Linked DNA regions of Rattus norvegicus: region 1 is linked to region 2. A link is a contact called in public Hi-C data. All regions are on one chromosome and are shown on one strand. Each heading gives the region's core, a stretch centred on a gene start, on an enhancer-like site or on the middle of the called end of the contact. The rest is flanking DNA. Distances are from core to core; before and after follow the strand shown.

Region 1 (5,331 bases), core at 1,627-4,126, 650 kb after region 2:
TGGCTAGCTGAAGAAAACCAATTACTTCTCCTATTTCTGGGGAGGTTCTTGAGTGAACTTTTTAAAACCATTTGAAAATGTGTTAGCCTCTGTGTATCCAAACTGAGGGAACCCTGCCGTGGTCCTCAGTCACAAAAAGCTTTCAGGAGAAAAAAGCTAACCCAAGTATATCAGGAAGAATACAGGATTTAACGCCAATTTTTAACATGCCCTCCCCTCTGAATTTTCTACTCCGTCGTCCTGTTCTCTTTGAGGTAGTGAGAAGAATATAAACTCCTAGGAGCGTTCCCGTCATGTGCTGGCAGCTCATGTCAAGTATAGCACTTGGTGGAGCGTGTCCAACCTGAAAGAAAAATTCCCATTGCCTCAGTTCTGGGCCTGCCCAGCCAAACTTGACTTGTCTCCCCTGGTGTGTTCTCCAACCACCCTCAGTCCCTTGTCTGTCTGTGTGCTGGTGAAACTCCACCAAGCCCTATGTATTCTGAACTCCCCTTCCTGTTAAGAAAACAAATGGTTTCTCATTTTTTTCATTCCTCAAACCTTTTCACATCTTCAATGTGGCAAAAGGAAGTAACTACTGATTGGTGTTTCTAACATCCTTTCCTATGTGCCAAGGGTGAGAGTGGGTCTGTGCTAGACCTTGGCACCTGAGACTCCTTTAATGGAGCCACAGCAGTTCCCTCCTCAGAGCCACAACAATTTAGCATCTCTGATTACTGTATTTTTCTTTTTACCTTTTATTGATTCTTTGTGAATTTCATATCATAAACCCTAATCCCACTTATCTCCCCATCCCTTACTAATCAGCCTCTGCCCTTGCACACCCCCCAACAAAACCAAAACAACAACAAACCCATCTCATTGTGAAAGTTGCTATGTGTCCATGTTTCGCACAGTATACACTTTATCCACACATCTTTAATTGCAAATACTCACTGCAATGAGTCATTGATCTGTTTCAAGGCCTCTGGCTTTTGCTACACATATCAATACTAGATCCTCACGGATTTCTCTCAGATCTCACTTTGATCCTGTTGTTGTTCTAGGTCATGGACATCCTGGAGCTTTGGATCTGCAGGACTGGCCCCTACACATACTCCAGCAATTCATAGAGAGGGTAGATGTTGGGGTGGGTCAGTCTAAAGCCCTGGATCCAGGCCTGGATTGTAGCCAAGTTGTTCAGCTTCCCCACTCTCCTACACCCTTACCGTCAGGGCGAGCTCTCCCACACTGCCCTGGCTAGCATATCCAATGCCTCTCCTGCTCTCATGCCCTCAGGGCTGGCTCACCAGTTGCCATCTCTACTATGGTGAGGTAAACCAGTATCCTCAGTTTCGTACTAGTTAAAAACAGTACCCCACGTTCATCATTCTTCATCTGTATACGTGCAATCCCACACAGAGAGAGACATCCCATAATTATTTTCCCCACCAATGGAAGTCTCAACGATCAGATATTATTTCAACTTTGAGTGGCAAATAAACAATAATTTACATTTAAATTCTTATTCACATAGGTAATTGAATCTTAGAGAAGTGGGAGAAACAAGTTCTAGTTTAATAAAACTTGAAATTTTTTCAACCACTACTGAGCCCCTACTGGATGCAAGGCATTGGGGTCACTGGTACCACCATGAATATGAAGCTGACATTTGAAAATTCACATTTGGGAGCAGGGTTGTATAGGATGTCCACATTGTAATGAGCACATGGAGCTGGGACAGGATAGAAGTCAAACATGACTTCTCACTAGGGTCTGTGTAAGTGGGAATACAGAGCAAAACTGAAAAAACAAACAAACGAATGAACAAAAACAAAAAACAAAAAGCCCCAAAACAAACAAGAAATAGAAATGAGGGGATACCCTGCAAGTTCTGAGGGTTTCGGAAAGAGAAAAACACTAAGCTGCCTTTGACTGTAACTCATCTGCCTGCAAAGTGAGTCTTGAGAACGTAGGGCATCGGTTGGTTGTAGGAGAACAGTTCCCGGTGGAAGTAGGTGTTAGAGCAGATCTCTAGGATGGCTGAGAAAAATCTATAGGCCGAAGGGACAACAGGAGGCAGGCTTGGGTCAGGCAACTGTAAACATGGTTGGCTGAAATGCCTTGAAGGACATTCATCCAACACAGAGGCAGGGGGCTGGAGGGAAGACTTGGACAGTTTTCAGTTTTGTTTCATTCAGCTTGGTGTATAATTACAGTATGAATGCCTAAGGGCTGCCTCGGGCACCTTTATATGCACTAATACAAGAAAGCAGGCAAGAGTTGGGAGTTAATCAGGTTAATTATTTTCCTTTGTAGAAAACTGGCAGCCTAGAGAATAGTATAAAGACCAGAAATGGATATTACCAATGTTGGATTTAATCCCTTCTCCCTAATCACTGCACCCTGGCCAGTTCCCACACTCCAACTTTCAAACTCTAGTTCTCTAGCAACTAGAATTAGACATGGTTTACTTACCAAACTGAGACACTGTAACAGGAGATCTTTGTAAGATGTTTCTTCAGTAAGCTGCTTTCAATTTAAGTTACGATTTTCTGAATTGAAACTGTGACACACACCTGATCTAGTAAAGATCAGTTGATCTTTCTGATTATTTTCCAACAAGAACTGTACCTAAACCCTAGCTCTGTACTGGTTCCCAGTTTCCACAGGAAGATGGCAGCAATGTGGTGTAGTTCACAGAGCTTTGAGTCCATTCTGTGCCTTGGAGTGTGTTCTATGCCTTAAAATATGTTCTATGCCTTAGTGTGTGTTTTATTTCTGGGATTCTGTTCTATGTCTTGGAGTATATTCTACGTCTGGGAGTGTGTTCTGTTTTAGAGTGTGTTCTATGTCTTGGAGTCTCTTTGGTTCTAAGACCTTTGGTTTCAATCCTGACATGAACAAACTGAAAAATATTTCTTGGCTCTGTCACTGGTAGTGGGTACATTCCTAACAGAGTAGCAACAGCTTAGAAGTTATAGTATGTCTTAAAACAGAATTGAAAAGTATGCATGTAAAAGTCTTTCGCTGGGAAAAATACAATAAAAGTCAGAAGATTAAACTGTAACGAAATAAATGAAGACATTTCTTGCTTCTTGTCTAAGTTTCAAATATATCCCAATATAAACTATCACTGGACTTTTGTTGCAGGCAAATGATTTACCCTCTCATCGGTGCATTTACTACCCACGCTTGGTGGTTACACACACCAGCAAATATGAATACAGAAATGCTCTGAACTCATAGTCTATTGAAAGACATGCAGAAAATGGGCAATCTTACAATGCAGCCTATGAGAAGTCACGAGACATGAGAGGGGCTCATCTGGGCACATAGAGGAGAATTAGGAAAGATTTACCACAGGAAGGTTGACTAGAGACAAAAGTCAAACCTAAGCTATACTTTCAAGATATATATATATATATATATATATATATATATATATATATATATATATGTGTGTGTGTGTGTGTGTGTGTGTGTGTGTGTGTGTGTGTGTGTGTGTGTTGTAGGAAGGGCCATTGTATAAGCAAATCCATCCATAGAGAAAAGTGTGACCACATTCAGGAATGGCTTCTGACCTGTTCTCTTTTGTTTAACTCGCTGAGTCAGATGGTACATTTGCTAGTAATTTGAGCTGTCAGTAACAGAAATTCAGGTATCATCCCATCAGCCCGCTCTATTCCATGGATACATAAAGTCATAAAATCACCATAGGAGAGCCAAGCACATTCCCCATCTCAGTGTGGCTCATGGCAATGGTCTTCTTCATAGGGACCTTGACACATACATATGTAAAAGCCATCTATGTCTCTGAAAAAGGAAAGAAACCAAAAGAAAGCCCAGTTACAGCTGCATTTCCAGGCTGGATTCACTAGGACCTTGCTCTGTCCTCACCTGTTTCTCGTTTGTAGATTGTGACTAAGGACAATACATGTCTTTTCTATCAGCAGCAAGGCAGCCATGTGGTGAGGGATAGAGAGATATTCTCCCTATAAACATTGTTCTGTTGAATATGATTTTACCAAAGGAATAAGGCAAATGTACACTAGAAAGCAGGGGGCAGAAAGGTTACAGAGCACTGGAATTCTTTTCCAGGAGATGTAGAGGAAGGTGAGGGGACACAAGAATAATGTACACACAGAAGCAAGAGGAGGAAGCCGCTCAAATACTCAGGAGGAGAAACTGTAGCAGGGAGTCACGGGAGGACCAAACAGCAGGTCACTTTTTATCTTCCTGTCACTTTCAGGAAATGCCAAAAAGTAAAAATAAAAGATGCAACAACAGTTTTTTTCCGTGCACTAAGCCAGAGCAGCTATACAACAGGAAACTCTTCTTAATGCTTACAGAGTCCAATGGCTCATTAGAAATAATACAACTGTGTAAGAAAGCAGAGGTGGGATGAATTTCACCCATCCTAAGGGAAGTACGTCACCAAGAATTTCCAAAGCAAGAGAGAGAGAGAGAGAGAGAGAGAGAGAGAGAGAGAGAGAGAGAGAGAGAGAGAAACTTTGTTGTGTTTGTTTTAGATTACAAAAAACTCCTGTTCATTTTTCATTTCCTTTCTCAGTCCACGTATAAGAAAAGTACACAGAGCGTCACTTATATGACCCAGGGGGAAAGATCGCCCAGCTAGCCACAAGCTTAAATGTGGTACTGTGCACCAGCAAGAAACCAGGGAAAGACAATACTCAAAACAGATCCTTCCCTCTAAGAGCTAAGACTAGTTAGAAAAGAATTCTCCAAAGTCTATTTTGCAAATATAAGGAAACTCGCATCATCCTGATTATCCTTGAAGAAAGTATTGCTTTACAACTGGGGGACCAGGGGAATTTAAAGGATTTTTTTACCAAAAAAAGAAAAAAAAAGTAAAACTTGTTGTTAACGGAAGTAGCATTGATTTTGACTCAACGTATTCCTATAATACTAACCATGGGACTTGCTCGAAGTGTTCTTCATTTATTTAATTTTTTTTCCTTAAAGCACTGCCACATCTCCTGCTGTGCCCCTTGGTTGCCTAGAAAATTTCATTCGGGCTTCACATTTTCTCTTGGCCGTTAGTCAGAAAACAGTCCGGATACGGCTCTGTCATAAATCACCATGGGCCTCACAAGACAGCATTACGCTTTCAGGAAATGCCAAAAGAAGTAAAAATAAAAGGCGCAACAACCCTTTTTCCATTCACCAAGCCAGCAGCAGCTACTTCAACACCAGCAGCTTCTACAGATCTGAAGGGAGATGAAAACCTAAGAAGAAAGGTTCGCTTGCCTCTCTCAGCCCGTGAATGTGACTGTGGACAAAAGTCAGGCACCAAATTTAGAGTTACCCATAGTTTTCCCAGAATGAATT
Region 2 (6,200 bases), core at 414-2,913:
GCATGCACAGGTTCCTGTGCCTATGCATGCATATGTGTGCAGGTGCACATGGAGGCCAGGGGTCAATGCTGGGTGTATCCTTTGATCACTCTCCGCCTTATTTCTCCCTGACTCTGAAGCTCCCCGACTGGCTGGACCTGCTTGTCATGAGGTGCAGGAAGCTTCTTGCTTCAGCCCCAGCCGTGTGGGGTTGCAGCCACATGACCAACCTTTAGTTTGAGTGCAGGAGACCTGAGCTCAGGTGCTCACGCGTATGTCCTGAGCACTCTCTGGGTTGAGCCATCTCCCCAGGTACATCATACGGAGTTTTAAACTCAGCTTATGGGTGACATCATTTTCAGAGGGGGCCACTTTACTCTTCAAAAGTGATGCAAACTCCGGAGCATGGTAGTTCAAGTCGATGATCTTGGCACATGGAAGGCTGACATGAGGTGCCATGAGATGCCATGAGATTGAGGGCAGCCTGAGCTACATTGTGAGTTCAAGCCTAGACTACAGAGGGAGACTCTGAATCAAACAACAAAAATTATGGAGAAATTTCACACTATTCATCAGCTTCTCTTCCTCTATTATCCCATAATTGCTGTTTCAGATGCCTAATTCTCTACTAGAAACGAAGAAGTCCGTGGGTAGAAATATAGCCTTGTCCATTTCAATATAAGAGACTGTTATTGAAAGGAGGGTTCTCACAAGGTAAATACCAGGCAATTCCAGTAGCCCTGGTGCCACTCACAAAGGCTTATAGCTTCTAGATTGGCCTCGCTGGCAAAATGCCATCAAGTTTAGCGAAAACTAAGCTTTAGCTTAGTTATTTAATATAAAGTTAATTAAGTCATATTACTGAATCTTTCTGCAGCTCAGTTCACATGTGGACAGTAGCTTAATAAAACTCCACACCATAGGAGGACTAGAAGGTCTTTGTAACATGTAACTGCCATTTAAATGCATAGCATTACACAAAATCTGTTTTACAAATTCAAATCTAATAAATACTGTGGCAGTTGTTATATAAAAGAGCTGTCTCCTTATGGTGGGAAAGATAAAGGCTGGGGAAATTCTTACAGGAGAAAAATGCCTTAAAAGTGTCCTATTGCAAGAATGTCAATTATTGTGTTTCGTGTAAAGGATGTTCACTGATGCTGTAGAGGTCGTAACCTGGAATTACTGAGGTAGTGACTATAATTCCTTTGCCGTGGTGCCTCTGTATGGGGTTCAAGCAGCATATACTTGGAATACCTCTCACAGAGTGATCTAAACTAAATTTCAGAGCCCCACATGTAGCAAACAGCTCTACTGCTACCCTGAAGGTACATCAGTTGCTTCCAGAGACTTTCTGGTAAGCCAACATGAGATGTAAGCTCTATGGTACTGCATAAGCCCAATAATCCGATTTTACACGCATGAACTTTGTTTCCTACTGAGGGGAGTGCATTTATAGCCACGGACATGTAACTCCAATAGCTCAGTGTCTTTGCTCACAGTAAGAAAGTTGTAGATTCTAGAAACTTGTATGGAGTCAGAGAAAGTGACTCATAAGAGTTTCCGTGTCTGTAGACAATTCCCCTCTTTTGGCCTCCGGCTGTCACAGCACTTTATGTTTTGCTTAAGACTTCTCAGACTTAGACATGAATCACACTTGGGTATGTTTGTTTTCCATTAGATAAAGATACTTGAGGCTACCAACTTTTCTCACTCATTCCAGGGTGACTCAAACGGGACTCTTTTGAGTCAGCCCCCAACTCGCCCCTTTCCGTTCTCAATTACACATTCAATACAATCATAAAACTAGCTGAATAAAAGAGTAAGGTATGTGAGCATTCAATTTTGGTTGTGTTCAAAAATCCCAGGCAAAGGTGACTAATGCCCAGGCTAATTTTATATTTAGGTTAAAATATGATGTTTTCATTCTATCCCCACCTTCTTCTGTGTAAAAGTCAACTGGGGCATTGAGCTGGTGTCAAGCATCAGCTATCAACTTGACACAGCCTACAGTCTTCTGAGGAGAAGGCTCGATTGAGATGTTGCCAAGATCATAACATCTTGATTCATGATTGACATGAGATTGCCGAGCCAACTGTGGGTGGCACAATACCTAGGCAGGTGGTCATGGGCTTTATAGGGAAGATAATTGGGAGAGCCAATAAATATCATTCCTCCATCAGAGAGGATGGGCTGTTACCCAGAACTATAAGATGATGTCTTAATTGGGCTTATTAGTGCTAGTATGAAACACCATGGGCAAAAGCAAGTTGGAAAAGCAAGGGTTTGCTGGGCTTACACTTCTATATCACTGTTCATCATTAAAGGAAGTTAAGACAGGAACTTGAACAGGATGGGAACCTGGAGGCAGGAGCTGATGCAGTGGCCATGGCCATGGAGGGGTGCTGCTTACTAATTTCTTCCTCATGGCTTACTCAGCCTACTTTCTGACAGGGCCCAGGGCCACCAGCCCGCCCACAATGGGCTGATCCCTCGCACATTAATAACTAATTAAAAAACCGCCCTGCCCCACAGGCTTGCCCCCAGACTTCTTATGGAAGCCTTCTCTCCACTGAGGTTCCTTCCTCTCTGATGACTCTAACTTGTGACAAGCTAACATAAAACTAGCCAGGACAGATGAAATGGACCCTTTCTTTCTTCTCCAAGTATTTTTTTTTGGTCAGAAAATATTCTCAGAGCAACAGAAAAGGAAACTGGAACACACAAAAATAACCAAAAGTGCATATCCTGGGCTCACTGAAGAGATACAAATAGGTCAGTAATGCTACATAGAGAAGCTGGATAGCCTGCCTGCAGGGGGCTATTTCTTAAATAAGGAACTGAGTGGGCTAGAGAGCAGCTTGCTGTCAGAGTGCTTGCTGGGCATGTGCTAGGCCCTGGGCTTCATACTAAGTGCCAAGAATCCAAAGAAGGAAAGAAAGAAAGAAGTGAGACAGGGGGACAGATGGATGGACAGACAGACAGACAGATGCTTTCCATCCACAAATAAGCAAGAAAAGTACTTCATTTGTCATTAAATTGAAATTGGAATATGTCTGCTTTCACTACAGGGGTCTTCCTCCTAGACAAACATCTCATTGTGGGAGATGGCCTCTTGGCTTATCTCACCAAATAGGCAGCACTAATCAGTTACCCCGAGGAAAAGTGAAAATGACTGTGAGAAAATGACTGTGACCCTTCATTAGAAACTGAACATTCCAGGAAGTAACACAATGAGGTGGTTGGAAGCACTAAAAGAGAAGGAGCCTTGAGGAACTCCATCTCTTATCCAAAACAAAAATAGATGAGCACACACCCTACGGGCGTAAGAGCCTCATCTGTTATTTATCACCAAGGAAACCGGTTCAGAGTTTCCTTGTTCAGAGAGACAAGTCAGACACAACTAATTTGCTCGCACTGTCTTCGTCCGCAGACCTTCTAAACCAATGAGCGCCATTTGCTAGAGATAAATCGCCTACATTTTAGAAGATCATTTCTCATTTTCGTTTGTTTATTTGTGCCTTGTTTTCTCTGAGACAAGGCCTTCTGTTGCTCAAGGTGGGACTCCAACTCCTCAACTCACAACGTAATAAAAGCTGGCTCCCAATTCTTTATCTCCTTACCTCTACCTCCCAAGAGCTGGAATTACAGGCACATGGTACTCTATCAGACTTGAGAGTTTCTTGTTGATGCATTGAAACAAACACCCTCTTGCTTATCATAACATATAAAGTCAATTAAGACAGTTACAGAATATAAATTCTTTGTCCACACCTTAGTAAGCAGTCCTAGATGTGTAAATGTATATGATTATTTACATTAATGCACACAATATATTTAAATATACTTAGGAGATATATACATACTCTGCCCTGTAGTATCATCTCCCACCACATCTCCTTGTCTGGAGATGACAGTTCCTTGAAACCACAATAAAATATTAAAGAACTGAATGATGTCAACATATTTAGACACCTTATTGAGAAGAAAAATGACTTGGTTTGTAAGGTAGTTTACCTTCACACATAGGAGTTTATTTCCAAGTGTTAAATGCTCTCTCTCTTATATCTTCAGTTAGTGTGCTAAATTTGCCTCATGGGACAAATGCTCATTTAACGATGTAATATAATCTACATGCTGACACCATGGGCTGGAATCTTACTCAGAAGGAGTTATGTGTTTGTTTAAAATACGTCTCTTTGTATTGCCAAGGTTATCCTTAAACTTATGTAACCCAGGCTAGCCTCAAACTCACAGTCTTCTAGCCTGAGCCTCCTAAATGGTACTGCCACCATGCCCAGAGAAAAATAATATATTTTAGGGAAACATAGCTTTAGTTTTTTGATGTTTACAAGTGGGAAGTTTTGTTGGTTTGTTTGAAACAGGGCTTCCTGTAATGCATGTTAGCCTCAGCAACACTGCAGAACCAAGTGTGACCTTGAACTCTTGAGTACCTAGACTTTACCTCCCAAGTGCTAGGATTGCAGGCATGTGCCACCATGCCCAGCAGGAAGCAGTATTTCTCGATGAGCACAGAAAAACAAAACAAACAAACAAACACGCCAGGAAGTAAATCTTCTGAGCCATTTTCTTGCAATTGGCATGATCTTTCTGACATTTTCCTTGCAAACACTATAATGTTTAATGGTCACAGGCGAGTGACTACAGCAACTGAGTCCTGGGGTGTCATATTAAAGTGAGTATTACAGTTTTTAAAAATCCATTTTTCATTTGGAAACATTAGCTTTCTGAAAACCAAACTGAATTAAAAGATAAAATATACAACCATACATAAAAGCTTTGTGAAAGCTGAGGTGATTTTCCACAATAATGGAACCTGTTGTACTGATGAACAGGAGATTAAGGTTTTCAGAATCAGACCTCAGGTACACGTTGGTGGGCCATCGGCAAATAATCATAACTTAGAAATAGTTAACTATTATTTTGAAAGAACCATATTGGGCTGATAAAACTCATAGATGATTTGGTGTCCTTGATAGTCTGATAACCCTGGAGGATGATCTATAAGATACATGTAAATTTACGGAAAAGAGAACACATGCAGGTCCACAAAGTTTTACTCTACATTGTGTTGTCCAAAAAACAGACCCAAGACCAGGATTTGAGCGTGGTTCATATATGAACTCATCTCAAGAGCCACTGGTCAAGAAAGAAAAACACCCCATAGAACAGTAATTTATATGTTTCCATTTGAGGAAACTGGTGCTTGTTTCTGCTATGCTTTGTGGTGGGGTGGCCAACGTAAAGTCAGGGCTCCACGTCACTCCACCTCTAGGCAAGGAACTGGGTACTGATACTTAAGCCTCAACCTTCCTCTGGCTTAAAGATTGGAAGGATGAAGAAATCTTTTCCAGCTTACCACACATGGAGTTCTAAGTGGTGAGAGAAAAAGGCAATGGTGACACACTGATGTCTTGGGTTATTCAAGGTAAACTGGTTATGAATGAAACAAGCGAATGATTTGTCTGGGTCTCTGAAAGTGGCTATGTGTGTGTGTGTGTGTGTGTGTATGTATGTGTGTGTGTGTGTGTGTGTGTGTGTGTGTCCACAAATCTCAAGAGAGCAGGAGAACAGAGAAATGTATGACATTTGACCACACAATTAGATTTTAAAGACCATGACAGAAAGCACCAACCCCACACCTGCAAGTAAATTAACAGCTGCCTCCGCCATCTGATTTGAGACACAGAAATGTCCACAGACCAAAGTATTTTCCCTAGTGACCTCCATTCCTGTCTCGAAAGTGTTCTCCTTGACATTTGTCATATGCCACTGTGTCACACACTTATAATGCAAATGTACTCATTAATGTGTTTAAATTTGCCCATGTATTTGAGAGGTGTTGATGTATTAATTTCTGGGAAATTGGCTTATTAATTAGTTCTTTTCATGAGAAAGGCCTCAGAAATGACATTTGAAAAGAGAAGTCGACCTTCTCTCCTATAACTGGAAACCCAGACTGTTTTAGATATCATGCTTTCCAGCTAAAAGCAAAGGCAAGAGGCAGTGGACTGGTGTGTGTCTGTCTGTGTGTGAGTATGTGTGTGTGTGTGTGTGTGTGTGTGGTGTGTGTTGGGGGTGGGGCGAGATAGGCTTTTAGAAAGCAAAAAAGGTGGTGGAGAGGCAGCAATAAGAACGGTGTGGTAGCACTTACCTATACCTAAATGTGTACTTAGAACACATACAAGTCCACACTCCAC

The links. A called contact is a pair of places that touch in the nucleus more often than the background predicts.
Region 1: a contact with region 2 is called in a Hi-C map of the A7r5 cell line, with 2.1 times the contacts expected there. The contact joins two enhancer-like sites. A contact is called at or near these places in 2 of 12 Hi-C or Micro-C datasets (the A7r5 cell line and the Rat2 cell line).

The regions. Positions count from the first base shown.
Region 1 is chr1:238,829,250-238,834,580 of GRCr8, forward strand. All of the region lies in intron 2 of Prkg1 (protein kinase cGMP-dependent 1), which reads right to left. Among named protein-coding and RNA genes, the nearest start is that of Prkg1, 220 kb to the right of the region's middle. Within about 2 kb of position 2,877, at least 5 of the 93 cell types and tissues checked have an H3K27ac peak or open chromatin away from gene starts, as enhancers often do. A contact at or near this core is called in the A7r5 cell line, where this site is marked.
Region 2 is chr1:238,181,323-238,187,522 of GRCr8, forward strand. The region is part of intron 4 of Prkg1 (protein kinase cGMP-dependent 1); the gene reads right to left. Among named protein-coding and RNA genes, the nearest start is that of Cstf2t, 180 kb to the right of the region's middle. Within about 2 kb of position 1,664, at least 8 of the 93 cell types and tissues checked have an H3K27ac peak or open chromatin away from gene starts, as enhancers often do. A contact at or near this core is called in the A7r5 cell line, where this site is marked.